Regions from separate parts of the Sus scrofa genome. Here region 1 is linked to region 2. A link is a contact called in public HiChIP or PLAC-seq data. All regions are on one chromosome and are shown on one strand. Each heading gives the region's core, a stretch centred on a gene start, on an enhancer-like site or on the middle of the called end of the contact. The rest is flanking DNA. Distances are from core to core; before and after follow the strand shown.

Evidence for each region. HiChIP or PLAC-seq counts read pairs in DNA pulled down with a chosen protein or histone mark.
Region 1: a contact with region 2 is called in an H3K27ac HiChIP or PLAC-seq map of alveolar macrophages. The contact joins the enhancer-like site here to the promoter of VHL in region 2. A contact is called at or near these places in 10 of 47 Hi-C or Micro-C datasets (adipose tissue, blood, embryonic fibroblasts and 4 more) and 1 of 2 datasets of contacts at active chromatin or transcription factors (alveolar macrophages).

Annotation. Positions count from the first base shown.
Region 1 is chr13:66,396,620-66,403,246 of Sscrofa11.1, forward strand. IRAK2 (interleukin-1 receptor-associated kinase-like 2) reads left to right here. Exons shown (of 13, transcript XM_021069319.1): 10 at 3,524-3,586. Among named protein-coding and RNA genes, the nearest start is that of TATDN2, 22 kb to the right of the region's middle. Within about 2 kb of position 2,237, at least 16 of the 83 cell types and tissues checked have an H3K27ac peak or open chromatin away from gene starts, as enhancers often do. A contact at or near this core is called in adipose tissue, alveolar macrophages, embryonic fibroblasts and 1 more, where this site is marked.
Region 2 is chr13:66,331,808-66,337,618 of Sscrofa11.1, forward strand. It overlaps VHL (von Hippel-Lindau disease tumor suppressor), which reads left to right and starts at 2,728. Exons shown (of 3, transcript XM_003483214.4): 1 at 2,728-3,081. The coding sequence starts at 2,784.

The DNA.
Region 1 (6,627 bases), core at 987-3,486, 64 kb after region 2:
TGTATGGCCTATAATTAAGAATTTTTTTGGGTTCCTTCTGTGGTACAGTGGGATAAGGATCCAACTGTAGTGGCTACAGTTGCTGGGGAGGCGTTAGTTCAGTCCCTGGCCTGGTGCATGGGTTAAGGGGTCCACTGTTGCCACAGGTACGGCTCAGATTCAATCCCTGACCCAGAAACTTCCATATGCCATGGGTGTGGCCATTAAAAAAAAGTTTTTATGCTTATAAAAGATTTAATCATATTTAATAATAGCAATAATAGTAAAAGAATATGTGACAAAGACTGCTTGTGGCTCGCAAAACCAAAAATATTACTATCTAGCCTGTTAGAGAAAAAGTTTGCCAGCCCTGACATAAAGCTACTCACACATGTCCAGATACCGGTAGGCTACAGGTATCTCCTGACTTCCCTGGTTCACATCCATCGAGCCGTCTAATTGTCTCTCCAATTGTCTGTTCAGCCACACAGCAGCCACCCATCCATTCGGTGTCTGTCTACCCATCCACCCTTCCATCCTGTCACCACCCCCATCCATCATTACTGTGTGCCACGCCCTTGGAAAGTAAATGTAACTAAAACACAATCCCTCCCCCTCGAGTTCATGGCCTGAGTGTAGACCTCCAAAGTAATTTCTATAGCACACAAGTTCCCTGAGAACTCGATAGGTTACATGTGTTTAAAAGATTTTAATGGGAGTTCCCTTGTGGCACAGCAGGTTGAGGATCCGGATTGTCACTGCAGTGGCTTGGGTCGCTGCCCTGGCGTGAGTTCAATCCCTAACGTGGGAACTTGCACATGCTGCACATACAGCCAAAAAAAAAAAAAAAAAGAGGTTTTGACATGTTTAAATAGGTTTGAGAAATGCTGGGTTGAACAAAGCTAAGCAGAAGAAAAGAAAGTGACCACAAAATCAGAGCCTTTAATGTGGTAATGAGCCTTCAACCTGGTAACTGAATTTACCATAGCCCAGCAAACATATGTAGCGTTTCCCAAATTCATTTGACTATGGAACCTTGTTTTCTTCGTATCTCTAAACATCGGAGACCCATAGATCCCAGCCTGGGAAATGCTGGCTGAGAAAAGTGACCTCTGCCAAGAGCCACTAGCTGCGTCTTGGACCTTTTGCCTTTTCTCTTCTCCAGCCTCAAACTCTCCACTTCCTTTCTGTGACCACGGTCTCCTGTCCTCTGCTTCTCCCACTAATGCCCTTCCTCTGAGCCACTTCTGCCCTCAGCCCAACAATGCCAGATTCTGCTTCCCTCTGCCTTTTAGCCCATTGGGCCTTCTGATTTCCTTGCCCTCTAATGCCCCCACCCTCCCCCAGCCCCACTGCCAGGGGCTTGGTGAGTTCAGTAAGGCCAGCCCAGGCTCCTGCTCCTTTGAGAAGTAGGGGAACTGGACCCTAAGGATGCAGGCACTATAGTGTAGAAGAACTTAGGTGCACGGGGTTGCAATTGCTTTCAGCTATGTGACCTAGGGTATCACCTATAATTCTGGGCCTCAGTTTTATCCTCTGTAAAATGGGGGTAATGATACATATGGAGGTAATGTATATAAACTGGTTAGCAGAGTACCTTGCATAGATCAAGATGATGATTATTGTGGTTATTGCAATTATTCCTACCTTCATGCCCTCACTCCTTATTTTTGTTCACTCTTGACTTTTTATTTTTTATTTATTTTATTTTTTGCATTTTTTTAGGGCCGTGGCATATGGAAGTTCCCAGGATAGGGGTCAAATCGGAGCTATAGCTACTGGCCTGCACACAGCCATAGCAACGCAGGATCCGAGCCATGTTTGCGACCTACACCACAGCTCACAGCAGCCTGGATCCCTGACCTACTGAGCAAGGCCATGGATTGAACCCTCATCCTCATGGATACTAGTTGGATTCATTTCCACTGTGCTACAACGGGAACTCCCCAATCTTGACCTTTTAAATCAGCTCATTTGAGTTCCTCCTTCCTTCCTTCTTTCCTTCTTTCACTCACTCAGTGAGTGCCTCCTGGCTCCCTTCAGTCTTTTTCTCAGCTCTGCCACTGATGGATGGTGTGATTTTGAACTTTGGTTCCTCTGTGGAGAGCGCTGTGCTTCTCTGTGGTTTTTTGATGAGCACTAAATGACGTCTGTCAAAGGCCTACCATGTGGAAGGGGCAGAGGAAATGTTTGTTTCTTTCCCCTTAGCTCCCCCTCCCTTGCAGGAGCTGGTCAGGAGTCCCTTTTCAAGGGCCCGTCTGCCCACTGCAAGGGTGCCCTCTGCTGCCCTTTCCTGGCCACTGCCGCCTGTTAGTTACCCTGCAGGCCCTTCCTTTGAGGGCAGAGGATTTCTCAGCAGTACTGTGACCTATTTTCTGACTTTGAGAGAAGTTGTGGGAGGGAGATTTGACACCACAGATGGGGTACTCACTCCCTCATACTTACAACTGCTAGGTCACCATTTACCAGAGAAGGTTACAGGCTCAGATTTTAGTTGCCCAGAGATCACCTAAGCATGTAAGACCCAGAGAATTTGAACCCAGGCCTGACTATAGACTCCTTAGCCAGCATGCTGTTACCTCTGCTGAGAATTCCTGTTCAAAGCAGGTTTCCCGTTTAAGACACAAATCACAGTTGGTCGATTTTGTGGTGGCTCACACTGGCTCAGGGCTGTGCTTTTTTTGGGAACAGATGAATTAACGAGTGGAGGATGTTAGCAAAAGCCTGTGGGTGAAACATGCTGTGGATGTTGCTGAGACTTTCTGTCTAGAATGCTTATCTGCATGTGGTTCCTCCTTTTCCTGAGATTGACATAGCAGTGCCTGCCTACCATTTCTGATGGGTATTAAATGAAATCATCTTTGGGGTTCCCGTCGTGGCGCAGCGGTTAATGAATCTGACTAGGAACCATGAGGTTGCGGGTTCGATCCCTGGCCTCGCTCAGTGGGTTAAGGATCTGGCATTGCCATGAGCTGTGGTGTAGGTCGCAGATGCGGCTCGGATCCCGCGTTGCTCTGGTGTAGGCTGATGGCTACAGCTCCGACTGGACCCCCAGCCTGGGAACCTCCATATGCCACAGGAAGCAGCCCTAGAAAAGGCAAAAAGACAATAAATAAATAAATAAATAAATAAATAAATAAATGAAATCTTTATAGTGTGGGTGTATGTATATATAGTTAGATAGATAGATAGATGTATAGTGTATGTGTGTGTGTGTGTGTGTGTGTGTGTGTGTATAAAGAGAGAGAGAGAGATGTATTTATCTGTCTATCTGATACACACACATTTGGTTTTCATCCTCCGTGCCTTGCTATCAATTAATTCAAACCTTCTCCTGTCAGCTGAGTGGCATGTTTAGTTGGAAGAGGGATTTAGTGATGTTCCCATGTTCCAGATTTTGGGTAAATGTCTATGCTGGCAAATGGGAGAGCCAGGCCTAGAGCTCAGGCTTTGTTCCCAAGAGGAAGCCTCTCTCTGGGCCAGAATCTCCTATCTAAACTTGTGCATGGGTGTCTGCCCCATGCTGACTCTGTGTTCTCTGCAGGTGTTAGCTGAGGTGCTCACTGGCATCCCTGCTGTGGATACCGCCCGAAGCCCGGTTTACTTGGTAAGACAACCCAGTGCTTGTGGTTCGAAGCTGTGAAGGGTGGAGGGGTGGGCAGGCAGGGACCTCTACTGTACCCATTTTACAGATGCCAATGAGGCCTGGTCCAGGGTTTGATTTGCCCCTGTGCAAAGTCGCGATAACCTCCCCACTTTGCGAGCCAACCAGTAAATACTTTTTCTTGATAATGGAGTTTAGAATGTTTGGGGAAAATCTGTTTTTTCTCTCTATATGTCAGGCAATCAAATAGGGTTTGTCTTTACACTGGTAAAAGTTAATTTCAGCCCTTTAATAAAAACAATAACTTCTGGAAGTTCCCATGTGGCACAGCAGGTTAAGGTGTTGCTGCAGCTGTGGTGCAGGTAGTAATAGTCCTTGGCCGGGGAACTTCCATGTGCAGTGGGTCCCCCCCACCCCCAAAAAGACTATATAATCATATAGACCATGGAATACCATGAAGTTATTTATAAAAAAAAAACCTTTATGGGAGTTCCTGTCATCGCTCAGCAGTAGTGAACCCTACTGATGTCCATGGGGATCCAGGTTTGATCCCTGGCTTTCCTCAGTGGGTTAAGGATCCAGCACTGCCGTGAGTTATGGTGTAGGTCACAGATATGGCTCAGATCTGGCATGGCTGTGGCTGTGGTGTAGGCCAGCCGCTGCAGCTCTAATTCCACCCCTAGCCTGGGAAACTCCATGTGCCATGGGTGCTGCCCTAAAAAGACAATAAATAAATAAACAAATAAAAAAATTTAAAAACCTTTATAAATATGTTTGTAAATACTTACAATGAGGATAAAGTATATAATATGATAAATTTTGACATACATGTATATTTGTGATGTCATCACCAAAACAAGATGGTGATGGGAGCTCCCTGGTGGTCTAGGGATTAGAATTTGGTGCTTTCACCACTGCAGCCCTGGTTCAATCCCTGGTCTGGGAACTGAGCTCCCACATCAAGCCATGGCACTGCAGCCAGAAAGAAATAACAAAAAAATCCCCCAGAACCCCAACAAGATAATGGCCATGACTACTACCCAAGAAGTTACCTCTTTTCCTTTGTCACCTCCCCTCACAGCCCTCCCCACCCCAGCTGTCCCCTGTAGCCATCTGTCTGCTTTCTATCACTGTACAGCTGGACAGAAGTTGCCATTTTCGAGGTGCACCCGTGCTCTCTGTGTGTCAGGAGTTCATTTCTCAGGGCCCTGAGTGATGTTCTGGTTCATGGATATACCCCAATTTGTCCATTCACCTGTGGGTGACATTTGGGGTGTTTGACCATTACAAATAATGCTGCGACCTTTGTGTGGAGGCCTCAGCGTGGACCCGTGTCCATTTCTGTCACGGTGTAAGTCACACTTTCGAGATGTACACGATGGTATGGTTTTGACAAATCTAGACAGTGGCATAACCATCACCAGAGTCAAGATATGGAATATTTCTGTCATTCTAGAAAATTCCCTCATACCCCTCTATACTCAGTGCTCTCTCCCCACATCCAGCCCCTGGCAGCTCCTGATCTAGTTTCTGTCCGTGTAGTTCTGTCCCTTCTGGAGGGTTGTGTAAGTGGAATCACAGAGCCCATGCCTGTTGCTTTCGGGCTCCTTCCACTTGAAGGCATGATGCCTTTGATGTTCATCCATGTTGTGTGTATCAGTGGCCCTTCCTTTTACTGCTGGCGAGTGTTCCATTGTATGGATGTCTGACCATTTGTTTATCTCTTCACCACTTGCCAGATAAGTGGCTTGCTTCCATGTCCTGGCAATTCTAAATAAAGCTGACTTAAACATTCTTATTTTTAAAAAACAAAACAAAACAAAACAAAACAGGGAGTTCCCTCTGTGGCACAGTGGGTTAATGATCCGACTTGTCTTTGTAGCCTTGCTGGTTTGATCCCCAGCTTGGCACGGTGGGTTAAGGATCCAGTGTTGCCACAGCTGTGGTGTAGGTTGCAGATGTGGCTTGGATTTGACCCCTGGCCTGGGAACTTCCATATGCTGCTGAAAAAGAAAAAAAGAACAGTGTATAGTGTGATCCCATCTTTGGTAATAAATAGATGAATGAATTTTAAAAATTGCATGTTTTCTTATATATTTGGGGCTAATAACCGGATTAACCTCATAGGGTTCAGTGAAGATTAAAAATATGAGAAGTGCCAAAACAGTCACTAGAACATGGTTAGCACTCTGTGTGGTAGCTTTTATTATTTATTTTTTGCTTTTTTTTAGGGCTGCACCCATGGCATATGGAGGTTCCCAGGCTAGGGATCCAGTTGGAGCTACAGCTGCCAACCTACGCTACAGCCACAGCAACGTGGGATCTGATCTGCGTCTGCGACCCACACCACAGCTCAAGGCAACTCCAGATCCTTAAGCCACTGAGTGAGGCCAGGGATCGAACCCACAACCTTGTGGTTCCTAGTCAGATTCATTTCTGCTGTGCCACATGGAAATTCCCCATAGCTATTATTATTATTATTGCTCTTATTTTAATAGCTCTTGGGGATTGCTTGCCATTATTGTATATAACTAAAGTAATTACAACTGTGGATTTTTTTTAGCACAAAGTCTAAAAGAATGTAACCCAAACTATCAGCAGGGATTACCTTTGGAGAGTTGAAATGAAGGAAAAGGTTAACTTTTGCCCTAAAACGTCAACTTGCTTCTATTTTAGTTTTTAACAAAAAATGTTTTTAATAACATTATTGATTTTATAATAATTTCTGTTTAATTTAAAAATTTTAGGAGTTCCTGTTGTGGCTCAGCGGAAACAAATCCGACTAGGAACCACAAGGTTGCAGGTTCGATCCCTGGCCTCGCTCAGTGGGTTGAGGATCAAGCGTTGCCATGAGCTGTGGTATAGGTTGCAGATGCGGCTCGGATCATGCGTTGCTGTGGCTGTGGTGTAGGCCAGTAGCTACAGCTCTGATTAGACCCCTAGCCTGGGAACATTCATATGCTGCGGGTGCAGCCCTAAAAAGACAAAAATAAATAAAAATAAAAATTTTAGGGAGTTCCCTGGTGGCCTAGTGGGTTAAGGAT
Region 2 (5,811 bases), core at 1,478-3,977:
TTGATTGAGAACAGCTGCCCAGGGGTGTAGCCAAAAACAAACAAAAAAGCCTAACTGTTCCATTCTGCCTGCTATTTCTTTTTTCTTTTCTTTTCTTTCTTCTTCTTCTTTTTTCTTTTTCTTTTTGTTTGTTTGTTTTTTAGAGCTGCACTTGAGGTATATGGAAGTTCCCAGGCTAGGGTCGAATTGGAGCTGTAGGTGCTGGCCTACACCACAGCCATAGCAACTCAGGATCTGAGCTGCACCTTAGACTTCCACCACAGCTAATAGCAACACTAGATCCTTAACCCACTGATTGAGGCCAGGCATCAAACCCGCATCCTCATGGATACTACTCAGATTAGTTTCTGCTGAGCCACAATGGGAACTCCCCCTGATATTTCTTTTAAATGTTAGGTCTGTGGGCTCTGTTAGGTATAGTGCTGGTCTATGGTCATAAATATGTGTCCCTTCTTGGCTTGGGCCATCAGGTGGGTTTTCAGTAAGTGGTAGGCCTGTAAGAGTCCTGGGCTTGGAGGCAGTGAGTATAAAATCAATGAGAAACAGATTTCCTGCTGTGGCCCAGCGGGTTTCAAACCTGACTAGTATCCATGAGGATATGGGTTCAATCCCTGGCCTCACTCATTGGGTTAAGGATCTGGCGTTACCATGAGCCGTGGTGTAGGTCGTAGACACGGCTCGAATCTGGCATTGCTCTGGATGTGGTGTAGGCCTCAGCTACAGCTCCGAATCAACCCCTAGCCTGGGAACTTCCATATGACACAGGTGTGGCTCTAAAAAGAAAAAAAAAAATCAATGAGAAACAAACTGGGTTGGGGAATCAGTGCCTACTGTGGGGTCTGCCCAGTCTCCTCATGGGCCTTGGCCCTGATCTGACACACAGGCTGGGTATTTGTACGATGGGAATTGGGAAGGCAAAACTCAGTTTTTATTCAAAGTACATCTCAGCCATTAACCCCTCTGGGGAAGATCTACCTAATTCTTTTCAGCTCAGCTAGTCACCTTCCACCTGTTCTTTTATAGCTATTAATAAAACATGTTCTACATCTATACTTCAATAAAAAAATTAAAAACAATCTACATGTCCTATACTTTCCCAGGAGCCCAGCAGATTTTGAGGGTAGAGACAGTACTTTACTCCTCTTTATGAATAGTAACTGCCACTTTTTGCTGCTTGCTTTGGGCTAGGCATTGAATACTTCCACTTAGTTCATACTTATAGGACATAGGTACTTCTTAAAAATGCCAATTTCAAATATGAATAATTAAAGTCTCAGAGAATTAAGGAGTTTTGCCCAAGATTGAAGTAAGAGTTTTAAGTAAGGGACACCCCCCACACACACCCCTGCCTTTTCACCTATGCTGGCCTCATACCATCCTTCTTGTAATTCTGTAGCAACTTCATGCCCTATGTCCAAGCTAGCAGCCCTGCTAATAGTGAGTGATCCAAGCATTGCTTATCAGTTTTGCTTCTGCAACCTTGCTTGCTCAGTTTCTTAGGCAGGAACACTGTCTGCTAGGGGAAAGGGGAGGTCCCTGGCTGCTTACATGGAAAGAACAAGACGCTGTATTGTATAAAAGCTGCTGAGACCAAAGACCTGGTGCTCAGACTCTGGAGCCTGAGCTCCTCTGAGCCTGCACAGGGGCTGAATAAACCCTTCTTTTGTCTGCATCTCCAAGTGCCCTTTGTCTCCTTCCGCTGCCAGGGTTTCTGCAATAAGATCACATACTTGAAGCTAAACCTGGAATGAGAACCCAGGTGGGTACGAATTACAGAGTGCAGAGACTGAACTATGAAAATGATTCCCTTTTCAGTTTCCTTTAATCTTTCTAATTATGTCCAGAAAAAAATTGACTTAACAACTAAACACTCAGTATCTAACATCTAACGCCTGGCTGTTTAAGAAGAGTGCAGGCTCAGCGCCTTTACGTTTGTTTAATAGATAAAACCCGGTAACTTGTTTTGAGATTAGTTCCACTGTACCCTTCTATAGTAAATGAATTTCCATTGACTGTAGTGATATTAAATTCCTTTTTGAAGTTCCCACTGTGACCTAACAGGATTGGCAGCATCTCTGAAGCGCCAGGACACAGGTTTGTGGGTTAAAGGATCCAGCGTCGCTGCACCCGCAGTATAGGTCGCAATTGCAGCTCAGATCTGATCTCTGGCCCAGGAACTGCATGCCCAGGTGGCGAAAAAAAAAAAAAAAAAAAATTCCTAAACATGTTTAATTGCTTGCGTATGTGTAGAACAACTTGGAAGGGAAGAACAAAAAAACTGATGATATTTGTTGCCTCCAGGGACCTCTAGGCGGCTGGGGGAAGTGGGATGATAGCTAAATTTTCACTTTATTCTACTTTTCTGTGCAAAATTCGAATTTTGTGACCCAAAATGGAGACAAAAGAGAAAAATGATCAATGAGAAAATTATTAAACAGCGCAGATGTTGGGCAGGATATAACAAAAACCACGAAGGTCTTAAGAGAATGAATGGAGCTAAAGAACGCTGTGCCAAAAACGTATGGGTCGCACATGAATCCAACTTATACGGGAAACCGGGCATCCGGATAGCCAGTGATAGCCTCGGCCTCAGCAAGGTCTCGGCCCCTGCTTAGAGGATGCACCTGCGCATGCGCGCAGCCTCAAACCAGCCATCTTAGGGGGTGTAGCCCACCCTCTCCATCGAGCGCGCGCGAAAACAGCGCGCAGGCCCGGGGACGCGCACGCACGCCCCGCCCCCGCCCCGCCCGGCGAGGCCCGGGTAGTCCAGGCTGTCCGACGTAATGCCCCGGAAGGCTGGGAAGGCGGGGAACGCGGAAGAGGCCCGGGCCGGCGCGGAGGAGGCGGGCGCCGAGTCTGGCACGGAAGAGTCTGACTCCAAAGAGCTGGGCGCCAAGGAGATGGAGGCCGGGCGGTCCCGGCCTGTGCTGCGCTCGGTGAATTCGCGGGAGCCGTCCCAGGTCATCTTCTGCAACCGCAGCCCGCGCGTCGTGCTGCCCGTGTGGCTCAACTTCGACGGCGAGCCGCAGCCCTACCCGACGCTCCCCCCCGGCACGGGCCGCCGCATCCACAGTTACCGAGGTAGGTTGGCCGGGGTCGTCCTGTCGCGCCGGGCCGCGCCGCCGCTTTGTCCCCGTGGGCAGCGAGCGCCTGCCGTCGCCCGTGCTGAGCTGCGCCCAGTGCTCCAGGCCTGATAACAACGGCAACCAACGGTGGCACGTCTCACCGAGTCCCCTCCCGATCCGGGAAGGCAGATGCTATTGTCGTTAGTATTCCCATTTTACCCTTGAGTAACTGAGGCCCCAGAGAGGTTGACGCTGCCAGTACGTGACAGCCCATTGTTCTAAAACTGAATAATTTGCATTTGATGATGGCCACATGTGTATTCCATCCCTGACGCCCATTTGTTCTGTATGTGAAGGGGAGAATCTCATATCCTCTGATGTGCCCAGTGGGCCAGCTCCGCCTCAGATCCCTGCGTTCATGAAGTACATGGTCCAGTGCAGTAGACGAGACAAATGCATAAATAGATAAGAACTAGCCAGTGTCCTAAGTGTTGTGGTTGGAGCAGAGTTCGGCGGGGCACCAGCTCAGAGAAAGGGAGGGGTGTGCGCTTTCGGAGAAGAAAGAGAATTCTGCAGGGTTTGAATGGGATCTAACCAACCGGGTTAGGAGGTGAGAGTAATAGGCAGAGTGAACCTACCACCTGGGGTCTTGGGGAGAGGAGAGGGTATGGAATGGTGGGAGAGGAAGCCTGAAAGTTTACTTTATCCCTGAGAAATGGGGCCATTGAAAGTTTTAAGCAGGGAATGGCGTTGCCAGACATAACACTGAAAAGCTTACCAGGTGGCAAAGTGGTTTGGAGGGGAAAGACTACTGGTAAAGGTTAAGAAACTGTCCTAGTAACCCAGGTGGGGGATATCTAGGCTTTACTGCCCAAGGAGGCAGTCATCTTCCTTGGCTTTCAAGAAGAGAAGTTAATACTTGCTTAATTTTCACTACCTTCCTTGCAAGATTTTTTTTTTTTTTTTTTTTTTTGGTCTTTTTAGGGTCGCACCCGAGGCATATGGAGGTTCTCAGGCTGGGGGTCCAATTGGAGCTGTAGCCACCTGCCTGCACCACACCCACAGCAATTCGGGATCTGAGCTGCCTCTGCAACCTACACCACAGGTCCCGGCAACACTGGATTCTTAACCCACTGAGCGAGGCCAGGGATCGAACCTGCAACCTCGTGGTTCCCAGTCGGATTCATTAACCACTGCACCACAACCGGGAACTCCAGGTCTGATTTGTTTCTGCTGAGCCACTACGGGAACTCCCCTTGCAGGATCTCCATGGATCTTTTTTTCCTTGAGGGTGGTGTACTTAGTAATGCTCTTTAAACTTTTACATCAAAGTTCCCTTAATATCAAATGAGGAAGAGCACAGTTGTGCCAGGCATCAACATTTCTGTAGTCTCCTATTTTTTCTAGGAAATTTTGTGGATTTTGCATCCTTCTCCAAAATTTATTTGTTCCTGATTTAATATAAACATTTCAAAAAAATTACTTCCCGTGCAGACGTACTTAATGTTACTAAACTATACACTTAAGATGGTTAAAATAGTTTTATATTATGTGTATTTTAGTTCAATAAAAAAAATAACTTCCCACTTTACATTTCTTAAATTTTCCCACCAAATCTTCAAGCAAGTTTGTGCCCTAGAAACACATACTGTTTTTATTCTGAGACAAACTCCTCCCTCCTTAAACTGACTCTTAGTCCTGGGGATTTGTCTCCTTTCACTCTCCTTTTTTTTTTGTCTTGTTAGGGCTGCACCCAAGCAAATGGAGGTTCCCAGGCTAGGGGGTCAAATCAGGGCTATAGCTGCCAGCCTACACCACAGCCACAGCAATGCAGGATCTGAACCGTATCTGGGACCTAAACCACAGCTCATGGCAACACCAGATCCTTAACCCAGGGATCGAATCTGCATCCTCATGGATACTGGTTGGGTTTGTTAACCACTCAGCCATGATGGGAACAACTCCTTTTTTTTTTTTTTTTTTTGTTTAAGATGTATTTGTTTTGGGAGTTCCCATTGTGGCTCAGCGGTAATGAACCTGACTAGTATCCATGAAGATGTGGGTTCGATCCCTGGCCCTGTTCAGTGGGTTAAGGATCTGGTGTTGCCATGAGCTGTGGTGTAGGTCGCAGACACAGCTTTGATCCTGAGTTGCTGTGGCATAGGCTGGCAGTTGCAGCTCTGATTTGACCCCTAGCCTGGAACTTCCATATGCCGCTGCAGCCCTTAAAAAAAAAAAAAAGATATATTTGTTTTGTTTCTTAAATTCAGGTGTAATTTACATATAGTAAAATACACAGATCTTAGGGTTTGATGGGTTTTGACAACACCTAGATCAAGTTACAGAATAGAATCTTTCCACCATCCCAGAAAGTTCCCTCCTGCCCCTTTACACTCTTCTGATTTTTCACACCATTGACTAGTTTGATCTCTTCCTGCAGAATGTGTCCTATTCTGTCTGGCTTTTTTCTCTCAACCTCATGTTTTTGTACCTTCCTGTTCTTGAGAAGCACAGATCTGAGGAGTTGATGACCTTTTCTCTGCTTTTAGTTTGCGGCATTGGTGTGATTTGCAGTTCACAGGCTGTGCTTTTGCCCCATGGTAGCAGAAAGGGTGCGGGTTTTGGAGACTTAAGTATTTGATCTTCTGCTTACTGTCCTTTTGTCTTGAGGGAGTCACCTTGCTTTCTCAGACCTTTTTTCCTCATCTGTAACTGGGTCTGTTGTGAGGATTGAGTAAGATAACAT